Linked DNA regions of Drosophila melanogaster: region 2 is linked to region 1. The links are chromatin contacts, called in public Hi-C maps. All regions are on one chromosome and are shown on one strand. The core of a region is the stretch at or near the end of the contact, and the rest is flanking DNA. Distances in the headings are between cores, read along the strand shown. Region 1 holds the start of CG18518. Region 2 overlaps beat-Ic (beaten path Ic).

The links. Hi-C and Micro-C count contacts between places; a contact is called where the count stands out from the background.
Region 2: a Hi-C map of the S2 cell line shows a contact between it and region 1, with 1.5 times the contacts expected there. The contact joins the enhancer-like site here to the promoter of CG18518 in region 1. A contact is called at or near these places in 4 of 107 Hi-C or Micro-C datasets (the Kc167 cell line, the Ras3 cell line, the S2 cell line and 1 more).

The regions. Positions count from the first base shown.
Region 1 is chr2L:15,833,031-15,840,162 of dm6, forward strand. It overlaps CG18518, which reads right to left and starts at 2,628. Exons shown (of 1, transcript NM_135924.2): 1 at 1,539-2,628. The coding sequence starts at 2,578. The coding sequence ends at 1,580. It also overlaps the pseudogene CR31822.
Region 2 is chr2L:16,024,169-16,031,300 of dm6, forward strand. All of the region lies in intron 2 of beat-Ic (beaten path Ic), which reads left to right. Among named protein-coding and RNA genes, the nearest start is that of BicC, 14 kb to the right of the region's middle. Within about 2 kb of position 3,848, at least 6 of the 39 cell types and tissues checked have an H3K27ac peak or open chromatin away from gene starts, as enhancers often do.

The sequences.
Region 1 (7,132 bases), core at 1,378-3,877:
AGAGACAAAACTTCAATGTCTGTACACAATTAATGGAATCATGCAAATTCATATTCCATCTATAAAGGAAAAACCTTTTTTTTCGTTTCATTAAACTTAAGCTAATATTGATTAATTTTTAGTTGCAATGTAGATGTTCATAAAACTTTTAAGTTCATTTTGTCATTTAAATTAAATCAATAATATCCAAATACTTAATTATAAAAGGTTGTATTTACAAATATGCCTTTGAATATTGTGGAATGGCTTAAAAACTTTGCGTTCCCAGTTTGCAGCTGTGCACTTTGGTCCACAAACTTATCCATTGCTCTCAAAACAAATCCCTTTGTAGTTCCAGGGCCAGCATAAAATGAGGAAAAACACCACGAAGCAGCCGCAAACAAATTGGGGGATCCCCAGCGTAAGCCTACCAAAAACAAGTCACGTTTCGAGGCGCAGAGCACACACACATACAGGCAGCTGCACACATGCAAGCGCCGAGTTGCAGGCCTGTTCGCATAATTGTATTGCATAATTTTAGCACGCGCTCAGTCCCCAGCCCCTGTCACGCCTCCACGCCTTCGGCTCTCCCCCTTGGCCCACGACAACCATCATGGTATGTGACGGCAAACTAAGCGCAACCCATAAATACGCCTAGAAATATGCTGCAATATTTTTGTAGCTACCGCGCCACACAGATACACAGACAATTCGCACTACTTTTCTCATTACAAATTGGATTTTGCAGTCACATTTCGCTTATTACGTTCAAAATCCATGCAAATTTCTTTATATGCACCAAGCCATCCCAACCCAAAAGTGTTTCCCCCATTGAACCGCAGTTCTTGCGCCTTTTTTTTCCGCATTTTCATTGCACACTTACAGAAATTTTTTATATCCTGTACTAATATTTCGAAAATATTCTAACCTATTTGAAAATGAATTATTAAAACCCGTTTTTCTATCAAAATGTACCAAATTGTTTTTCTAATAATGCCTTTGTGTTTTACCATAAATATTATATTTAATTTGACAGTGGCTTTTATTTTCTTGAGTGTCATTCGGCGGGCGGGAAAGGAAAATTGTGTAAAAGGAATGCTTGGTGTGCTTGCATCTTATTACTATTGCCCACAGATACAAGAGAACACACAACTACAAACAAACAACTGGCAGAATAATAATATAGAGAGACGGCGGCTGCCAAGTTTATTGTGCAAATATAATTCAGTTTTCTTTTCTCTTTGGCCGATCTTTTTGTACCCCGTTCCCGTCTATGGCTATATTCCACCTCCTCGTCCTTTGCTTGCAAATTAGCTGTGTGCAACGTGATAATGCCATTTCTGTGCATTTTGCCAGCTTACAAAGTGCGCTGAAAGAACTTTATTGTCTGCAAAAGTGTAGATTATACAATCAGGCTAGTGCTAGAAACCGGCAAAGGAATAAGTTGTTAAGGCCTGCTGCATCGCATTGATAATCTTTATTTAGAAACATCCAGGAACAACGGTCGTGTACTATTGATATTCCCCCGTCCTTAAAAAAACTAGTAAAATAAATTGTTTCGCTTCAAATCATATTTATTTTTAGTAAAGCTTTGATAACCTTACGAAATAAAACAATTTTTGTCCGATTTTTCTATCTCATTTTTAAAAGAATTTTTGATTTCGAAGGACTTCATTTCCTCACTTGTGTTGATTTCGCTTAAATTGTCAGGAGGTGCTTCTTTTGCTTCCTGATTTTCATCATTGGAATCTACTGCAATTACTTTCAGTTTTTTGCTGTGCGTCATTGCGAATGGGGACCCCAAATTGACTTGCAAAATATGTAGACGAGGCTGTTTTGAAGGTGGCTCCGAAATATCTTCTTCAGCGGCATTTTCCTTATTGGTTACTTCTCCAGAGAAATGGGCTTCAGGGGAATTCTTTTCGGACTTCACCGACTGCTTTGTCAAAATCGTTGACATCATTGATGATTTCGTTGGCGAAATTGATAACTTTATCGGAGATTTCAATTGGGACTCTGTTGGTAATATAATGGGTTCAATTGGTGATTTCACTGCTGGCGTTTTCGGCTTCTTTATTAATGATTTTATTGGTGATTTTTTTGCTGGAACATTTTGCATCATCGAGAAAGTTTTTGGCGACTTGTTCGGCGATATTTGTCGCGTATTTTTTGGCGATATTTTCGGCGTGTCTGTGGGCGTCTTCGCAGGAGTTTTCTCCGTAGTCTTCTTTTTAGCTGGGGTCTTTGGCTTAGCAGAATTCCTACCATGATTTATACTTGGGGAAACACGCGCTGGTGTTTTCGGTATATTCCGGGCTTTAGTCCTTGGGAGTTTACCAGTTTTTGGAGAACTGGCATCACGAATACCCTTTCGTCCACGAATATCCTCGAATGTTTGTGGAACTCGATCCACCAATGACAATGACAATGCAGAATCCATCTGGAGAGATAAAAGCCTCTGCCGTTTGCGTGTCATATAAGTTGGCGTTGATGTGGCCCCCGGATGGTTAGTGATTGATAGAGACTCTTCGGGGATTTTGCGATCCGTTTCCTTATCGGCTGAATTGTTTGGTGGAGTTATATTCTTTTTGGAACTCATTTTTTAATTGTTTTAACTTATTTAGCTCAAAACGACCGTTTGCTTGTAATGTGCAAGGGACACTAAATTAAGAAACGAAATTCTGACAGTCACGTCAAATTATTCTGAATCAAAAAGCAAGGCTAAATTGATTGGGTTGTTAAATGTTCAAAGTAGAATAAAATTTTACTTTTATATTACAAGTATTAAAAAAGTGTATATGGTAGTTTTATTCTCGCAATTACAAATTTTATGTAATTTAAATCGAATTTTTCACATATTTATATGTGTATTTGAGTAGAAAATAATATTATCGGTTGTAATTCAGGGGCATATAATATTTAAAAGGTTTGCCAAAAATATTTCCGAATATCTCCAAAAAAAGAGATGCCCCGAAAAAAATTCATCACACAATACAAGAAACAACAGCAAACGGTATCAAATTTTTTGAAGACCGCAGTCTGGTAAAAAACGGAAGATATTAATTAAATTTAATGACTGTCTGGAGATGCGACGACGGCTACTGGCGGGCAAAAGAGCAAACAGTAACGAGAACCCATGGAAATAACCGCTGCAAAAACTTTGCCAGCTGTATTGCATTACGCCTTTAATTTCATTACACGTCCAGACGGAACGGGAAAACTCCCGCCCAAGTTCCGAGCTGGCCCATAAAGTCGAGGGAAACACTTGTAAAGTCTGCCGGGCGACCAGAAAGGGAGCCCTTTCCTATGGTCTCATATTGCATGGCGCCTCATCTCGACCAACACTGCAGCTCAGCAGGAGCCCGATGAAGATGATGTTGTGGGTGGAGTTATGGCGGGGATTTGGAAAACAGCGGGATCGAGAGCCTGCTGGCGGAATAGAGTTTATTATTTAATACTTTGAGCGCCATGCGTTGAAATTAGCAGCCATAAATCAATGAAACGACCCGCCCAAGTCCACAATTAGCCGAAAGTAGCAAGATGAACGCAGCTTGTTATATGAACTAGCTGTATTAGCTAATTAATATACAACATCCCACGTTGGTTGATATTGGGATTATATGTTTACTTATAAACGTTTCAAAAATATCCGTATTTTTAAATTAGGCAAGTTTATATTTCTTTTTAATAGGATCACTATTCTAGTTGGGAATAAATATTTGCTTTTTGTGGTTGGTAAGCATTTGATCTGATAGTCAGTACAGGGTCGCATTTTCGAAACATCAGTGTAAACAGCAGGAATATCTGTGCCACATACTAATCCATAGTTGACGATGCCCACCTGCTCATATCGATTAGGATCGCTTTAGAGGGGACAGGCCAGTGGGGAACCTTCGTCGCCTTTGCACGCATCCTTGCCAATCTCACCGCCGGCGCACATCAGACTGGGGTCGAGATAGAAGTTTTTGCCAAAGATTCCTTGAACTTGTCGCTCTGGCACCTAGATCTGTCCACCAGGGGCACATTTTCTTCTGAACATTGATGTTCTCGAAGTTCTTCTTACCCCAGCCACTGACAATGCAACGATTATAGATAAAGTTGCGATTCGGTGGCGGCAGGCAAATCAGGTTTATATGGTGGGTTAGGTCGAGCGATTTTTTGAGAAATAACAGGGCCACATTGTTGTGTCGCACAATCTTCCTGATGGAAACATCCTTATGTTTTTCTTGCTCTTTTTTCGTTATCGCATCCCATTCGCCAGCTGGTATTCGTTTAGTTTTTCAGTGACAGAAGTCGCTTATTGAAGACTAGTAGCATCCAGAAGGGCCGCCATCCATGGCACTTCCGCCTCTCCGTTCATCATAGATCTCTGCTCTAGACTGTTGAAGTGGCCACATTGAAGTGGACGCGGTAGATCGATGCTTGGAACTCGATTTATGATCTTAAAATGCGTTCGGTTCTTAATAATACCAGTTTACCTTTATGAATTATACATCTATTACCACTTTCGATTTGCGACAGCAGATTTTCGCAGGAGGATATTCCCAATAGGCCATGCTTAGATCTTGACATCTTGCAATCTTGTCTCTTGTTTTTTGTGCACTACTACAATAGTACAAGAGCATTTTGATTTCCGGCTTTAAGTACTGTGGAGAAAATATAATAATTACGTATGTCTTTGAATTAAGCTTTTATGAAAGATTTCAATTTTACATTTAGTGAAGCTTTCGGCGCAATTACCTAACTAATTTCTATGGCCTTTTCAGCGGCAATGAGTTAAGCAAACAAAATGGGAGCAACTTCTCCGGCACACATTCCGATGGAATAGACAAGACAAACAGCCAAAGCCAGTTACAACAACGTCAGTGCAGAAAACTTCAACAAGACAAGACACAACACAAGGACAAGGCAACCAGCAGCGGCTGGGTGGTGGGGTGTTTGGGTTGGATTGGGTGGCTGTTTTGGGCGGAAAGTGGGAGGTGAGAGAGCGCTGGGCTATGGGTTATGGGCGGTACAACTGGCAGCATGTTGGAGCGTTCTGCGTGACGGTTACAGCATGGCAAACAAGATGGGGCCACTAGTCGTACTGGTAAAGTTCTACAACTAATCCTGACTGATGTTGCGACAATATATATACAAACAAGCATCTGGATACACACATTTATATAGTACACATCTGTGTGTATATGTATATGGAGTGGCACAACACATGCTTCGACTGCTTCGCAGCTACGCTTTGCTGCCTTCTTTTCAGGCCATTCAGCCCCTGCCCTCCATGTTTGCAATTTGTTCTGAAGATTTATGCGTTAGCGCAAAAGTTGCATTTCAAATGGATTTATATAAGAATAAGAAAATAATATCACTGGCAGGAACACCACTATCACAGGGGGTTCAAGGCGAATGCGCCGTACGTGAGATTCGCTTTCTCTAATCAGCAATGGGGGATTTCATAAGCAAAACGCTGAGTGAGCAAATCTAATAAAGTGCATACCAGAGAACTGCAGCCCGCCACTCGCACTCTACGTCCACCCGATAAACACTCGGTACTCTAGGCACCCCGTTTTTTTTGACACCCTACTTGCGGCAACACAAAATACTCGAGTGTTTTACCGACGTTGTGTTTTTGTTACGAGTAAAAAAACCACCCGAGGCCTGCTGCGCAAGAGCCGTATGGGTGAGTGGACGCACAGTCAACGATCGGCCGCAGGTCATTTTTTGTATGCGGGCTGCAGTTCTCTGGTCATTTTTTGTACGCCTAAAATTTGTATGGGTGGAAGCGTGACGGGTATAAGAAATGAAGGGTAAAAGGGAATACCCAAGAAAATTTTTGTGCTCATGTCTTTGCTCTTTGATGGACTCAATGGGTGCCTCCCATTTCAAACACATAAAGTAATTGCAATTAAAGACGGCATTTGTTGATTTTTACGTTTTTTAATGTCTCAATCTAAATAATAAAAACATAGTGGGCTTAAAAAGTATCTATTAAATATAAGGACTTAATGTTGTTGGATCAGGTAGTAAGTCATCGACGTCTACCTGTTCCCCATAGATAGCGCCGATTTGTAGGAAAAACTTCACCAAATTTTTAAATCCGGCTCCGGTTACTGCAGAAAACGGCCGACAATCTTGGACAACCCATTGGGTGCATTTTTCAATAGCTACTTTCTTGTCGTTTTCCGAAACAATTTTTAATTCCGTTGGTCGTCTTAATGTTAGACAACATTTATGGCGGGATAAATTGGAGGTGTTTTTGTGTAAAAATTTGAGCACTTTCTGGCATTGCCTGCAGAACAGCCATCCGTCCAGAACAGTTTCATCTTCCTTTAAAATGTCACATAAAATGCTCCAAATAACACTTTTTCCTTTATGTTTATTGGCAACTGAGTATGTTCCATTGTTAATTTTATTTTTAACGAAATCAGCCGCTTCTGCCATTATTGTGACCTTTTCCTTTGGCTTCCAAATAATACTGAATCCTAACAAGCTAGTAATTGCATCGTAAAAAACAAAAAAGGGGCAATTAACAGCCGAGACACTGGACCAAAGACACAAGAACTCAACAATCATTATGTATGGCGCCATTTGACTCGACTACCTACGAGACCACTCGAGTATTTTTGGAAACACCCGAGTATTTTTGGAAACACCCATGTGTTTAACGGTATACCCACAAGTGTTTTTCTCACTCATCCCTTTTTAGGCACTGTGTGAGCGGCACCCGCGACGCAAAACACCGTATTGATTCGGGTGCGCACACAACGGGGTGTCTTGTCTGCATGTTCAGATTTATACTGTGTGTTTGTAAGTACCCGCGATGTGCGTGGCGAGTAGCACCCGCACACAAAATTGTAGGGTGTGAGTCGAGTGGTAAAAAAGTGCCACCCTTGCAGTTCTCTGCATTAAACTACTGTTTTGTATTTGCTTAATATCCAATTATTTTAACCTGCTAATTACTTCATGTTTTTGTTAGCTCCGCTGAGTGTGACATTTGTATGGGGCATTTTATTTTTCACGAGAAATATGATTCGCTAAATATGAAATTAATTTAATGCTGACAACCACAAAAATTATACCAATTGGTTGTATTAATTAGGCGTGAAACGCATCGTGACCTGGGACCATTAAGCAAATTAGACTGTTAACCTTATTTTGA
Region 2 (7,132 bases), core at 2,598-5,097, 190 kb after region 1:
CTTTTTTGAATTGCCTTTGGACACAACAAAAATATAATAGACAGCACCACTCATCTTTTCTCATTTAATGTTAATAGTTTCGAAAAGTTAATTTGCTTAAATTTATAAAATTAAGTTTAGTGCTCTTGCACACACATTCATTTTAATAATCCTCCGTCTTCGGAGTCATCACTCCAAGCCATCTTTATCATTTTCCACTGCCGATGTCAAACAATCAAACCGTCCTCCAGACCAATCAATAATCCCAAAAGCTCCATTTGAGTGGCATAAACAAAATGTACGAAACTCGAGACCTTTTGGTTTTCAATTCCCCTTCACTTTCCCTTTCCAGTGGCCTGACTTTCACATAAATTTCCAAAGATTATAGTGCCCACAGATCCGAAGAAGCCAGCATGTCAAGTAGCAGCGATGATGCTTAGGTGCTGGAAAATGGCAGACAGCAAGTAAAACTGCACACGGAACTGGGAACTGGGTTCTGGAAACTGGTAACTTGGAACTTGGCATTGAAGGGGCGTGGCTGCCCGGCCACATTGTTTTGTAATTTATTTTGTTTCAGACAGTTTTTCCATGGCGATATGCAGGGCGCCCCGGACCGAAATCAACTTGCTACTTATGCGTCGTCATTTCATAAACAAGGCACTCGACGGCAGCAGGTTTACCGGTCTGGTTTTCCCTGAGTTTTTCCCCACTCACTGAGAAATTGCAACATTACGTGCCCCAGGAGCCACGTCCACTTCTCATGCAAAGCATGCACAATTCTCCAGAGCTCTGGACTAAAGATAAATTGATATTTTGGGGCTGACTCTGGTACCCCAACATTTTCCTAGGTGGCTCATTTTTTTTTCTCTTTTTTGGTTAGGCAATACACAAATGGTGAAACTGTCCATTAACAGAAAAGAAATAAAAGTTAAACAAGAACAACAGGGAAACAATAAGGTGGACGGGCTGCAGAAAAAAGTTGAAATCCTTTATTGTCCATTGTCGGCCATGGAGTTCTCTATCAGAATGCCTTAATTAAGAACGCTCAGAGTCTGGCCAAAGAGTCAGACTTCATTTCGATTTTTAACAGCGCAGCTGTTACCGAAAACCCAACGATTCCATTCGCCTGAAAAACTCAACCCAACCAACCAGCCCCACTTCGTCCTGTCAGGGAAAAAATGGAAACCAACAATTTGCAGTTTACATTTAACAGCAGATCGAGGGGCGGTGGGGGCATGGGACACGTTATTGGAAAAGCAGTGAAAATTGGTTTGTTTGACGGCCCGATGTCTGGCGGAATAACATAGCCCCGTACCTATACACCTATACACATACACACTCGAACACACACACAGCGAACGTATATTTTATATCGCATATAGTTACCGTCATTGTCGAAAACTCTCGGATAGCAGAAGAAATTACATCGATAGGGGAAAAACTTTACGATCAAGAAAAAATAAAAATAAAATGTGAGAGCCCAACCACCGATAGACAGTCAATCAGGACCCTTATATTGAGTTGCATTTTTTGTGTATCTTCATAAATTAACCGTGCTAGGGGATCCCAATCATGGCGCTGCCATCGAGAGTATTAACAAAAAATATGACATATTTTTAATGAATACATAACGAATATATTAAACAACAAAACTACAAACAAGTTTTCTGTTTAAGATTTATGAAATGGAATGTTTTCTTCTCCGAAATAATATGTAGTAGGAGCGATTTACTGCATCGATTTTAGTTAGCCACCAAGAAATTTTCCATTGATACGTTTAGAATAGAATAGAAGAAGTAAAATAAGTTAAGGTAGAAAATGCATGTACATAGGAGCTTTAGAAAATATAAGTTTCTCCTTTCCCTACCTCGCCTAATCTCCCAAAAAAAAAGTGCTCATGTACAACATTTGCTAACATTTCGAATCGATGAAGCATTCATGGGAAACCACTCGAAATGCAAACTCCCCCTGCACATATGGAGGAAATCGTTTTTCGCAGCAAATATTTACAAGAAATACGAATTTTAATTTATGCAACAATCGACGAGACGAATCGTCTAAATGGAGTTCGTCGGGGGTCCAGGGGATCAAACAAATCGATCCATCAACTGCAGTTGCAACTGGCCATGCAAGATTGCTGGCGAAAAACAAAAGGTATATTTGTATCTATGCATTTTGTATGCGGGTTTTCAGCAACTGTTGTCCACCAGGTAGTTGACACACCCCACTCAAACTCGCCAGTTATGCCCCATATATTCTCGGGAGCCCAGCAAACCATTTATGTTTATATTTGGCACATTGCACACTTGTCATCCGCTGCTCCGAAATTCCCACACGCAGTCCAATGCAAAAGGGAAAATCAACAGCCCCATTTTTAGATGGCACCAATGGTGTTTGTTTACCCGTCCAAATTAGAAATGAAACTTACAATTTAATTTAGATTATTATTATGTTTTCAATTTAAAAATGATGTTTTTTTGAAAAACTATAAGTAGGGCAAAAAAAAAATAAAACAAATTTATGAGACAGTTGATATGTAAGTTAAGAAATCTTAATTAGCTTATGCATTCTGCTTTACACGTAAGTTTTAACAGCCATTACCTGTCCGTAAAAATGTATTACTGATGTCCATTTAAATATTTTAAAAAATTGTCAATCAATACCCATCTACATGACCAACATTTTTCGATTCGGATCATATATTTATTAAAAAATTGTGGTCACTTAATATTGCCACCGCTAGGTGGAGCTTGTGAGCAACGTCTGAAACGGTCGCTTTGCTTCTAGCATATCTCAAGCAGCTTTACACTTGCATTAGCTGTATATCTTACAGTCGGACACTCGACTACAGTATTCTAACTGGTTCTATCACTAAAGAAGCGCCGTTGGATGGGCAAGTGATGGGGTCAGAACTCAGGGCTTTGTTGGTTTCCATGTGCGATGATGCTTTTGGCGCCGCTTTGGCGGTCGCGTGTAAATACACACACAGTCGACACTCGGGGAAAACTCGCATGAATGCCAAATCCAGAGTGCCTTTTGAGTCCAGATCATCCAGTGAGAAGGACACACCCCTTAGAATCTCATGTGCAAAAGGTCTATGCTTTCTTTGGCCTGAATAATTATTTAAAATGTATATATTTTGAATGTGGTTTTTCATATACATGGGAAAATAAATCATAAAACCAATTTAGTTTTGGTCCAGAATTATAACATCTCCCTTCGTTTATTGTTATATTTTAGAAATAATTTCTAGTGCACAGCTAATATGTATTGTTGTGGACCCTAGTTTAGATTATCAATAATAAATTACTGCTGCTTATTGTAAGCTAATTGAAAATCAAGCACGAGCAAAATGGAAGAACACAAGTAACCCAATAAACGTTTATGTAATTAAATTTTACTTTTATATTTTACTTATTTTATTTTACTTATATATTTTTAAACCATTTTTCAGCCAGCTTATGCTCTATTTAAATTCTCCTTTTTATATCTTATAACAAAATCTTGCCTTAAATACGTAATCCGGTATTTTCAGAAACAATTCGATATATTCAATTTGAAGTGCTGCACAATGCATACCAAAAAAAATAAAAACATGACAAAGAACAAGTGTCATGCTAAAAATTGCACAGATTTTCATTTAACATAATTCCCGAAACACAAAAAAAAAAAGTTCGCCAAACCAGAGTGGCGAAAAACCAAACAAAACACACACAAAAGTGGGAGTCTGTCGCCATTGTCGCGGCTCCAATTCAATACAATAATAATAAAATTTGTATGCAAAATAGGCGTTGAGTGTTGAATGCATGCAAAAAGATTGCAGGACGAAACCACTGGGCGTATTGTGGTGCCGGGTGGTGCTGGGTGTTGCAAGGTTGGTGTATCGCATAGTGGCTCGATTTACATATACAAATATGCAGGAGAGCGGCGATGTTGTTGGCTCGCGTTGAAAAATCGTAATCAAAAATTGCGCAATAATTTGCATGTTTATTTAATAGCCGGTCGCATAGAGCGCCCAAATGACCTGCCGCCCGGCCATTTTCCCCTTTGAAAATACAGGAAAAATGCAGGACAAAGTGTCCTTTGCTTATACACATACATACACATACGTATGTACATACATATATGAGTGCCAGGCATTGCAGTGACAAACATTTCGGTAAATGCCACAAACTGCGAAACTCTGCATGTGCTTTTTTCTCTTTAATGCCTTCGGTCACCCTCATTTCTAGGCTTTTACCCCCTTTTTGGCTGCCATTGAGTATCTCATAATGTGAGTAAATTTTTTAGCTTCCACGCTAATGAAATTGTCTGCGGGCTGAGCTTTGTTCGCACTCCTTTGAGTTTGTTTTTGTCATTGGGGGCAAAAACGTTGGCCGCAAAATTTTATGACACTCTAAAATTAAAACAAAGCAAAACACAAACCAAACAGAAAACCAACAAAAGAGCCGCCCAAATTAGCGGACAATTTTAGAGATCGAGGTTTTTGTTTGGGGTATTTTTGACCGAATGTTGAATCAGAATCGTGAAGTTGCAAATGAGCGGAAATTAAGAGCAATCGTATGATACAATTTTAAAGTATTAACAGTAAATAAACTTATATTTTTTGAATTTTTATTAAAGTTAACTTGTAATAAAACTGAAAGATAGGCCTGCCACGTTAGGCCAGAAAATAAAGCGGACGCAGACTTATACCTTAAAAAAGTGTACCAATATATGACTTCACACATAAACACATCGCAACGCATTGGCAATATTTTGACTGTTTCGTAATTTATTTGACATATTTATGGGGTTCATAAATACAGATACATACATATATAATGCATTTATTTCTATTTGTTGATTTTTTTTTAGTTTTTATGGCAAGCAATGAAGTTGCAAGCAGGGAGACCCATCAAAAATGTATTTATACGTTCAAGTTTGGACTACTTCCAAAGCCAGCCACTATGTAACGCAACAAAAACAAATAATTTCACTATTTTCGCTACAGTTGTTGCTCTGCTCACACACCATACTCTGCCTGGTCAAAGTTGCAATAGCAAAACATAAAACATTTTTTATGTAATGGTTTTTATTTTTTCCCATCCCGTCCCTGCAGATCTTCTCCTGGCTTATTTTCCGTTTTGGCTGCTTCTTTCTGTGGGCAGCTGCCTGAACTATTGACAGCTGATGATAAAAAATTGTTTGAAAAATAAACCAAAAGCCTGGAAAAATATAGAGTGGGCGAAATAGGAGTGGGGATGAATAGGTACTGGAAATGGATTTCGAGCTGGGTGGAAAAATGGCCAGCTAGATTTTGGCTTAAAAGAAGAACTGAAATGCACAGCTTTTGCGACTTGACTTGGTCATTTGGTTGGTAGCGAACGAGTGATATAATGACAAGTTTTTCCAATTTACTTTGAACATTTAGGAGCTTCAACAAGTTTGCAGTTTTGTAAATATATTATAAATTTACTCCTTCCCATTCCCCTAATGTAATGTAGATAGGATACAGCATTGTTCTAAAGGCCAGCTTGACGAAAATCCCTCCGAAAAGTCTGTTATTTCAGACACTTTTTCCATTAGACCAAACCCTGCATTTAATTGGCATTGGCATTGTATTAAGGTGAAAATTGTCGCCCCTCGTCGCCATAGTCCTTTAGTCAATCCATTCCATTTGAGTACGTCCCAACGCATCCATTCGCGAATTAAACATTTTTCGCCTTTACACTTTTAATTTATGTATTTACTTTCCTGGTTTATTTGCCTTTCTTTATGCCAGCCGGCAACTTGGGACCCTCTGTGCCAGCCACCTGCGGCATTTTCACTTTCCGAGCCTCTTATTGAAATTCCAAAGTTGAAATGACTGCAAAGTGAGAGGACGGATGGGGCAGGATGAGGACTCCGGGTAATGGTCGAGGTCCTGGCAGTGGCTACAGTGTTGACAGCCATGTCAGTTACCATACCCATCGCCGTCATCGGTTGCCGTTTTCCCGTTGTGCTCCTCTTTTGCCCTGGTCGAGTTTTGTGGTCGCGTTTCGGTCTGGAGTCTGCTTTGAGTCTGCTATATAGCATAGATATATATGTAGAATAATACATTTTTGGGGCTTCATTTAGGAGTGAGAAGCACTTACAAGGCAACTTAGAGGCGACCCTTTCCTTGTTCTGTTTGTTTTGTCTGGCACTTTGTTTTGCTGCTTAACTTTTGATCAGCTTTTAATATAACTTAATGTGGCCAAATTAAATGCTTTTTGTCTGTAAAGTTTTATTGCAAATTATACATTGAAGTCGCGGTCAACGCCTCACCCGATTGCAAAATCAATAAAATGCAGGGTAAGCCAGAACATAAATTTATAACCATGTTTGCTATAAGCTGCTATAAGCCACATAACCAAAACAACTTATTTTGAGATCCTCCGGGGCTTAGCAATTTATTTTGGCAAATTAATTGTTTGTTAAATGCTGAATCCACCAGGTGGATTTATTATGTAAATATTAATGAGCAAAAAAAAAAACAAATTAAAAACACTCTGCTTAAAATAAAGCAAAATATACAAGGGATTTAAATAATGAATTTGTGAATACATACATATTTTGTCAGAAAAAAACGCAATCAAACAACAACTTGGTACTGTACTAGTAGTAGTGGCTGCCAGATAGGAGAAAAGTGGGCATTACAGATGGTTTATAAAAGTCATAACAACAATACAGCCAAATAAAAGAATACAAAATAAGACGAAGCTGGCGTCGGAGTATAAAATAACACACAATAGAACATAACAATATGTATAATAAAGCTTGTCAAGGAGCAGCTTCCCCACTTTCTAGCCCAGGATATCCAACTTTGTGGAGTCCTGAGCAGGTTGGCGTCCCTCCAGTTAAATGGTGAACCATTAAAAGTGGACATTTGTAAACATAAACTGACAGATAAACACCGAGAGCAGACACAAAACTTTCTCCGACCCAAGGGTGCATGGAAAGAAAGTGAATGATACGAAGAGTTGCCCATGCAATTTTCATTGGTTTATATTGCACAGCCACACACATTTATCAAGGCAAAGGTACGAATCCGACCACCGCACACATCAGACCAGGAAAAGCAGTTAGAATACTTAAAAAACATAGATTGTGAAAGTTTTTATAACAACATAAAATGGCTGGAAAAGTTGTT